Regions from separate parts of the Podarcis muralis genome. Here region 1 is linked to region 2. The links are chromatin contacts, called in public Hi-C maps. All regions are on one chromosome and are shown on one strand. Each heading gives the region's core, a stretch centred on a gene start, on an enhancer-like site or on the middle of the called end of the contact. The rest is flanking DNA. Distances are from core to core; before and after follow the strand shown.

Evidence for each region. Hi-C and Micro-C count contacts between places; a contact is called where the count stands out from the background.
Region 1: a contact with region 2 is called in a Hi-C map of tail, with 3 times the contacts expected there. The contact joins the promoter of BRMS1L here to the promoter of MBIP in region 2. A contact is called at or near these places in 2 of 3 Hi-C or Micro-C datasets (blood and tail).

What each region holds. Positions count from the first base shown.
Region 1 is chr1:33,708,824-33,713,283 of rPodMur119.hap1.1, forward strand. It overlaps BRMS1L (BRMS1 like transcriptional repressor), which reads right to left and starts at 3,204. Exons shown (of 10, transcript XM_028720517.2): 1 at 2,838-3,204. The coding sequence starts at 2,973.
Region 2 is chr1:33,449,285-33,453,902 of rPodMur119.hap1.1, forward strand. MBIP (MAP3K12 binding inhibitory protein 1) reads left to right here and starts at 2,238. Exons shown (of 8, transcript XM_028720498.2): 1 at 2,238-2,453. The coding sequence starts at 2,322.

The DNA.
Region 1 (4,460 bases), core at 1,954-4,453, 260 kb after region 2:
GATTACGTGACTACCGCTCTTAACCACTACACCACACTGGCTCTCTAGTGTACACCACTTCAAGACAATTCTAATTAAGTGGCACATAAATTGGTGAAATAAATAAAATAAATTATATTTTTTCTGGGTTCCAGCCAGATTTCCATGGGTCATGAGCCTAGAGTAGAGCTACTAGCACATGGCCACTACTGGCTCAAGAGCAGTTTATCCAAGAGAGGCGTCTGGCCACAGAAACCAAACAACTGTTTGGCAAATTGAAAATAAAAATTAACACATCTGATAAAGTGGACTCTGGTCCATGAGAGCTTATGCCTTAACAAATTTATTGTTGTTTTTAAAATACTACAAGACTATTGGTTTTGCTGCAACTGATGAAAACGTCTGCCTCTCTGAAAATGCCTAGGCAGATCTCCAGTTCTGCCAGGGTAGTGTTCATCAAACACCATTTTAATGGTTGGCTTAATTGCTCTGCCAAGCAATTCACTCCTCAAATGAAGGAAAAGAAACTTACTTCCTCTGTTGTTTTTGTAATGTTGGGATAAGTGAAGGAGGATGTGCACATAAAATGGAGGAAATGCACTACTAGTATAGTTCAGTGAAGAAAAGAAATGAGGGTAGGTAAGAGATTTTTGGGGGACGCGGGTGGCGCTGTGGGTAAAACCTCAGTGCCTAGGACTTGCATGGTCGGCGGTTCGAATCCCCACAGCGGGGTGAGCTCCCGTCGTTCAGTCCCAGCTCCTGCCCACCTGGCAGTTCGAAAGTACCCCCAAGTGCAAGTAGATAAATAGGTACTGCTTTATAGCGGGAAGGTAACGGCGTTTCCTTGCGCTGCGCTGGTGCTGGCTCGCCAGAGCAGCTTCGTCACGCTGGCCACGTGACCCGGAAGTGTCTTCGGACAGCGCTGGCTCCCGGCCTCTTAAGCGAGATGAGCACGCAACCCCAGAGTCGGACACGACTGGCCCATACGGGCAGGGGTACCTTTATCTTTTTAAGAGATTTTTATGGCACTATAACAGCTATGCCAAGAATGAAAAGGAGAAACAAGTGCTTTTGAGAGACTTTGCAAATCTCTCCTCCAAGACTTGTGAGGGGCATAATTTTGTGAGCCATGCTAAAATAATTGCAACTCTGTCTTGCACTCAGATTCCTGGTATAGCAACTGTATCTGCACTGTAGAGAGTTTCATTCTCACTTTCTATGCCTTCTTTTGTAGCATTCCCTTCCCATGCTTCTCTCCAAATACTGTTTGCAAAAATGTAAAGTATTTTATCTTCTCCCATTCCCTCCAAGTCCCCCCCCCCCCAAATTCAATCTCAATCTAGCCAGTCAGATCAAACTACTTTGTGCTTCCTTCTCAGGGACCTTAGTTATTCATAGAATTCCCTTGTGTTCTCTATGACTCTACAGATGTTGGAGAGCTCCAGCTGTACCTCTTCACTGAAACTCATTGTATGCCGAACTGTGTGTGTGCATGTGTAGACAATCCATATTCCCAGATTTTAGTGTGCAAGTAATTGTAGCTACAGGTTGAGATGCTCTCACTTCAGTTTCCCCCTCTCCTCCAATCTGTCCTACACGCACAATGTAGGAAACCTGCCTGGGAGAATATACATACATGCCATTTCCCTTTAAAGATTAGGTACAGCAGATCTGTGCTAGGTCTGGCTTGAGTTTGGCTCTTCTCTGTATGCTTGCCTGTTGTTAACACAGGAAGCAGTAAAAATATGATCTTGATTTCCCTGACCTGGCAGTAAGACCTTAAACTAAAAAGGAGCCAATTCTGAGTAGGCAGAAATAGAATCAAACTGTATAAATGGAGAGGATGCCTGAATGCACCAAACTGAAACTGCGTAAGTTAGTGGTTCTGCAGATGAGTAGTTCAATATCCAGCACTAACATTCAGTCGTTATTTGTTAAGAGCTGGCCTTATTTGGAGATGCATACATCTTTTCTGTTGTTGGGGAACATGTGCAAGTTTTGTGCGTTGCATTTCTGTAGCATTAAGATTTTTCTCTACTTTCTTCATCAGTCTGCCCACACACCTGAGCCCAGACACTCCCTTCTGTTTTTCCCTTCCATTACTCTGAATCAATTCTGACCATATATGTTTGTCCTGTCATTTCCTTGCCTCTGCCTAGCCTCATATGCCTCTCCCCTTCCCCTTCTCAGATCAGTCTTATCCGTCTCCTCTATCTATCTATCTATCTATCTTTCAATAAATAGCCTCCTTCTTGGAAGCTAATGTATCTTAATCTACTCTGGAGCCATCTCCTCACTCATCCATCCACGCCTGCATCTTTTTTTTTTTATCAGGGTTGCAACATGAAAGGGGGGAGGACAAGTATGTGTGGGTGGATGTGGGTGTGTAGTGGCTTGCCAAATGCAAGAGAGGACAGGTGGCTCCTGCAACTTTATTGGTTTACAGAAAGGGGGGGTCAGGCATCCCTGCTGAACGTCAGTAGCGTGCAGGAGCCCTGTTTTGTTTTTTTTTGGGGGGGGGTTGCCTCCGGAAGGCGCGGGCAAGCAAGAGGGATGCTACGCAGCTCTGCTCGGAAAGGATCTCCACTGAGTTCCACGGGCCCTACTCCCCGGCCAGCATGCACGGGGTTTTGCAGCCCTGGACGAAAGCAAGCATCTTGCCTGCCTATTGTTACCCCGGGCGACGCCTAGGGCGAGCTGCCCTGCCCTCCGCCCCACAGCCAAGGGGGAAGCACCGGGCGGGGGAAGGGGGCGGAGCGGACGGGGGAAGGGGGCGGGTCTGAGTCCTCCTTTTCCCACCCCCCGGCCCAGCCCGAGTGGGCAGGAGAGAGGGCGCCCCGCTGCCTCGCCGGCTTCACCTGAGCTGTCACCCTCCTCGGACACCGACGAGCTCTCGGACTCCTCCTCCTCGGAGCTGCTGCCCTCGTTCTCCCCGTAGTCCACCTCCATCTCGTCGTGGTTGTTCTCCTTCTTCTCCCGCGAGTGGACCGGCATCGCGCCGCCCAGCCCAGCCCGCAGGCGCTCGGCGTCGCTGGCTCCTAGGGACCGGGGGACAACAGCCCTCCCTGGCCGCCCGCCCGCCCGCCTGCCTCCCCAACGCGCCGAAGCTCCGCCTCAGAGAAACCCCGCCATCCACCTTAGCCCCGCACAGCCTCACGCTCCGCTCCGCCGCTCATTGGCCGACGACCCGCCGACGGGCGTGGCGCGCGGGTGGGCGGCGGGGCGGGCGGCGGAGCCGGAGCGGCGCGTGGCGGAGCTTCGCTGCGACGCGGAGGATCTCGGGACATGTAGTCTCTCGGAAGGAAGGCTTCACTCCACCTAACCGCCTGCCCGCCCCTCAGTGGGCGGCGAAAGGCGCGCCGAAGTGGAAATGTTTCCCAGGGTTGCGGGCGGCCTGCCAAAATAGCCGCAACAAAACCTCGAAATTCTGAGAGCCGGTGATGAAGATGGTGGAAAGATTTAGGAAAGGGTTTATTGAGGAGTCAGACCCGTAAAGCCGTACACGGCGGCAGCGGCAGCAGCAAAAGGCACGGGGAATTTGTGGGCGCCCAGATGCTGCCCGGACTACAGCTCCCACTATCCTTGGACATTGGCCATGCTTGCTGGGGCTGATGGGAGTTGGAGTCCCAACAACATCTGGAGGGCCTCCGCGTCCTCGCCGCTGTTGCGCAGGATGGCACTCTTTTAGAATGTAAGAAAGGTTCTTTTGCTGGATCGGACTAAGGGTCCCATTTAGAGCGAGAGCCAGCCTGGTTTAGGGATCGGAGTTACATGGCTTCAAATCCCCACTTCGCTACCCTATAACTCAGTCTAAACTACTTTGCTTCCAAGGATAAAATGAGCTGGGGAGAACTACTATACTGAATTTTTTTATAAAGGCATTGCAAGATGGGGTGCTTGATTTTCAATCCACTCTGAAGACGAATTGTGAAATAAACATGGAGTTTGCCTTCATTGTTGTTGCATAATCTTTGATGCTTCAGCTGAGCAGTCCGCTACATTTGCAAGTCTATTTTCATCTGTTCAATTGCTATATGTGAAGTTAGGCTATCATGCCAAAATTTACTTGCACTGAGGTCACATTCACAACATACATTTAAAGCACCTTTATAGCACTTTTCACAGCAGTTTTTTTTTCTGGGGGTACTCAAGGGTATGCAGTACCAGCACTTTTTTTAAAGGCGAAAAGCACTGGTTTAAAGTGTGACACTTCCTGTAACAAATTCATGGTGAGTACAGGCACCATTTTTCTAGAAGAAAAGCACTGTTTAACAGACATAGCTTCCCCCAAAGTATCTTGTGAACTGAGCTTTACCCATCACAGCTAGAATTCTCAGAACCCTTATCAGTTCCCAAGATGCTCTGGGGGAAGCAATGTTCTTAAAACGTTCTTTAAATGTATGGTATGAATGTGACCCTAATCTCATTTGCCATTTTGTTGTCTGTTGTTTGAAGAACCCTTTTGGTCGCACTAGAGAGCC
Region 2 (4,618 bases), core at 988-3,487:
GCATTTCCAAAGAAGTTCCCACTGGCACCAGGAGAGGCTTCCCTTGAAAAAACAGCTGCAAACTGTGGATGGGAAAAGTTAAACATCCTCTCCTCACCCTACCCTCCAGTCCCAAGGCTGTTATTTACATTTTAAAAAATGTTATACAACATATAACCTTTATTTAAAACCAACTGTGTGCTAGGCACTATGTAAATCCAGGTGTCTCTGTCCACACATTTCAAAGGGCTGCTTTGTGTGGTGTTTGGGGTTTAATTCTCCCTCTGCATGGCAATAAGCCTGCCAGAGAGAGACATGCGTGAAGGGGAAGTCCATGCATGTACAGCTTGGGCTCAAGCTAAAGACTGTACCTCCCTGCATCAGCCTTCTTCTGGGAAGGCCTTTCTCATGGTCCTGACACCTTCACAGGCATGCTTGGTGAGCACACAAGGGCTTTCTTGGTGGCTGCTCCCAGATTGTCAAACTCAACTCCTTTCTGCTTTCCTTTTGCCAGCAGGCAAAGACCTCTTTGTTGGGACAAACTGGCAGCAACTTCCGAGGGTGGGTGTTGTGCTAACTTTGCATGTGTTTTTAAATGTTTATACAGTAATAGCGTTATTGCTGTCTTTTAATATTTGTATTTATTCTCTCTCTCTCTCCGTGTGTGTGTGTGTGTGTGTGTGTGTGTGTGTGTTAAAGTAAAGGTAAAGGGACCCCTGACTATTAGGTCCAGTTGTGGCCGACTCTGGGGTTGCGGCACTCATCTTGCTTTATTGGCTGAGGGAGCTGACGTACAGCTTCTGGGTCATGTGACTAAGCTGCACACGGAAACGCCGTTTACCTTCCCGCCAGAGTGGTACCTATTTATCTACTTGCACTTTGACATACTTCTGAACTGCTAGGTTGGCAGGAGCAGGGACCGAACAATGGGAGCTCACCCCATTGCGGGGATTCGAACCGCTGACCTTCTGATTGGCAAGTCCTAGGCTCTGTGGTTTAACCCACAGCGCCACCCACGTCCCTTCGTGTGCGTATTAGTTCTGTTTTAATTTCTGCTGTGAGCTACCTTGGGTCCTGCACTGGGAGAAAGGCAGGATATAAATAAATACTTTTCATCATGTTAACGCCCCAAGTCAATGAAGAGCACTGTGGAAGGGCTTCTTGCATCTTTTGCATGCAGAATGTCCCAGGTTAAGTCCCTGACATTGCCAAGCAGGGCTGGGAAAGATTCCCTGTTGGGAAACCAGGGGAGTTACTGCCGGGTCAGTGTAGGCAATACTGAGCTAGATGGTCAACTGGTCCAACTCAGTATAAAGGGCATCCGAGGATCCTGAGCACCTAAACCCTTGCACGCACTTCTCTCTTCATGGCAGTAGCGGTGCAAGAGCTAACAACCAGCAGGGCCTTTCTTCTGTTGTTAAGGAGTGAAACAGTGGTGTTAAGATATGGCATGCTGCTCTAGGTGGGTGCAGAGTTCTCTCCCCCCCCCCCCCGCTCTCCACGTGAAGCTTTATTTTTGGAAGAAGCAGGGAAGCTCAGCATCAGATCCTGTGTAGTTTCTGCAAGGTGGGACGGAATCTGAATGCTACTTGCCTTTAAAATTTAAAAGGAACAGCAAATTATATTTGCATAGTGTTCAACTTGAGTTCTTTATGAAAGGCTTACATTTAGTCATCTGCTTAAGGCATGAACCTTAGCACTCAGCCCTTACTCTGACTTTGCTGAAGCAGACTGTCGTGTAACAGGCACTGAACACACGTGCTCTTCTTTTCACTCAGCTGCTGTCCCCAGGAGAATCCCTGGATTGTAAGCTGCTCAGGGCAGGGTCTTGTCCTACACACACACACACACACACACACACACACAAACGCTTCACCGGATAGCTCAGTCGGTAGCGCACGAGAATCTAAATCCCAGGGCGAGCCTGGGTGAAAGATTCCTGCATTGCATGAGGTTGGACTACTAGATAACCCACCTCTACAATTCAAACATCTCCTTTTCCAGATGCTTCTCAACGCAGCCACATTGCGCAACGATCAAAGCGGCTGCTCCGCCCCTCAAACAGCAGCTGGTGGGGAGCAAAGGCGCTCCCCTTGAGAAGGACCGCGTTTACACGGAGACCGGCAGGAGCCGCACCCGCAAAGGCGGCGCGTCTCAGAAGCCCCGCAGCTGCGTCCTTCCCTCTCTACCCATCGGTCACGTGAGTGGGCGGGGCCCTGAAGCAGCTCCGGAGGCGAGCCTTCCTCCGTCATCCCCGTGCGACGAGGCGCGAGGGGCGGAGGGAGGGAGAGGCATGGCCCCCGCCGCCGCCGCGCCCGGGCTGTTTGTTGTGGGCGGCTGTTATGGCCTCCGTCGCGGGAGAGGCCGGCTCCATCCCGCCCGAGGTCTCCGCCCCGCTAGGGGACTCCTCCGAGGAGGCAGCCGGAGAGGTCTTGAGAGGCGCCCTGCGCTCGCTGCCGGCGCTGGTGGGGCAGGTTAGTTTTGCGGGGAGGGAGCCAGCGCAGCAGCCGCGCTTGGCGGCAGAGTCGGAGGCAGGAGGGATGAGGTGCAGTTGTTGCCGCCGTGGAAACGTCCTCGAAAAGGGGGGGCTTATCTAAAAGGGGAAAAATAAAAGGTCGGCCCCGACACCCAGCTCCGATCTCGCTGCACAAGTTTCCCGAAAGACGTGTATCTGCACGAGACAATCGTGTTAAAATAGTTTTTAAGGAGTCTCTCCAAGGAAAAGAGGCTTATGATTAAGCCTAGCATAGTGCTTCAGGGCTCCCTTCCCACGTTTTCTCCGTCACGCTTCGCGTATCTGAGCATCGAACCGAGCTTACCAAACCTAAGCTTGCTACTACTTGGAAGCAACAGCTATTGATTTCCGCAGGAACCTCTTGCCACCCTCGGTGATTGTTGTTGCTGACATGCATGCCCCACAGAAATCAATAGGATTACAAGGGACGTTTTAATCCTCACGTTTTTCCTAGTGGGGTGTTGCTTTCATATATTTCATTTAGCTTTTCCAGGCTCGTTTTTCTTTGATGCATTTGGTACATTGCGCTTTCCAACCCCAACCCCCCACCACTCACGTGTGTGTAATGTAAATCTGCAAATTTGGGAACCTATTTTGTATATGGCTCTTCCTCTTCTTCCACTCTTTTTTTTTATAATAACCTTCATTATTTTGACTTGTGTGACACTGGCACATGGGTGGCCGACACACATTTGTTCTTCAGTGATCAAATGTAAGTAGCTGAAGAACTGAGTTCAAATTGTGGTTTACATATTGTAAGGAAGGGGAGCAAAAATCCCATGTGAAACTCAGCATTCTGTAATTGCTTTTTTGCCACCTTTATAAATGCCTACATACACACATTTTACAGTCTGCCTTTCTAAAGGATAGAAATCTCTTTAAGGCTTGTGTTACAATGACTCTTAAAAAACCTCTGCTATTAACCTAGGTAAAATGTAACAAATACAGGCCTGTCCTCAAAATCTTCTCTTGCATCCTTGAGCATTTACATGCATTTCAATTAAACAGAAGCACATATTGATTGAGGAGTAGATAAATGGTTTATTTCTATCTGCATTGATGGTAAGATGGCTGCTGGAGTGTAGTATCACTTCTAGTGTCCAAACTTTTTTTAAAAAAAAGTGAGTTGAAAGTGGGAGAGGATGAAGAGAGGAGCCATAAGAATTCTTTACAATGAGGAAAGGATCTATTACAGAGACAGATAATTAAAAGATTCAATAGCTATAGTTTCAAGAAGTGGTTTGATCAAAGAACTTTAAGGAGGAAATAGAAATTGGTCAGAGTCAATAAACAGTGTCATGTTATGTCTTTTGTTAAACTACATGAAGTGGGTGGAAATTAGTTAGATGGAAACTAGTTGTCTGGCTTTTTGAAAGTGGCATTTTCTCCAATGGATAAAAAGGGTTAGATTTAGATCTGGGAAATATGGGCTCAAGTCTTCATTGCTGTTTTGGATTTATTTTGTAGCCTTGGCCATATATCATCATCAGTTCCCCTTCTCTTAAGATGGTATTACAAAAATATTTTTTCATTTGCAATGAAGATTGTAAACAATTTTCAACATCGGTAGTTTAATCCTAAACATATCTGCTCAGAAGTAAGTCTCATTGACATTCCTAGGTTTTAACTCATCTTACAGCAGTCTTAAGTGTAGGGAAAGGCAATGTGGTGGATCCATTGTTGCATCCCAAGCCCTGCTGCTTTGGCAGACAACTGGGGGACTGGTTTCTGTAATTTTTATTTATGCACAGTGAAGTCTGGGCTGGCACCGCTGAAGGGCCTGAGAATTAGTCCCTCAGGGAATATACAGAGCTTTGGATCCATCCCGTCAAAAACTTCCCAGTAATACTGTGTTAGGGCTTTCCTCTTTCTACTGCTGGTAGAAGCCAGTAGAGGGACATGTATGTGCCATCCTAACACATTGCCCATCCAGTCATCATAGGAACACTGGAAGATACCCTATACTAAGTCTGATCATTGGTCTTTCTAGCTCAATATTGTCTACATTGACTGACAGCAGCTCCCCAGGGTTTCGGACCTATCTGGAGCTTCCAGGAATTGAACCAGGGTCCTTCTGGGTGCAAAGCAGATGTTCTGCCACTGAATTATGGCCCTTCTCCATGC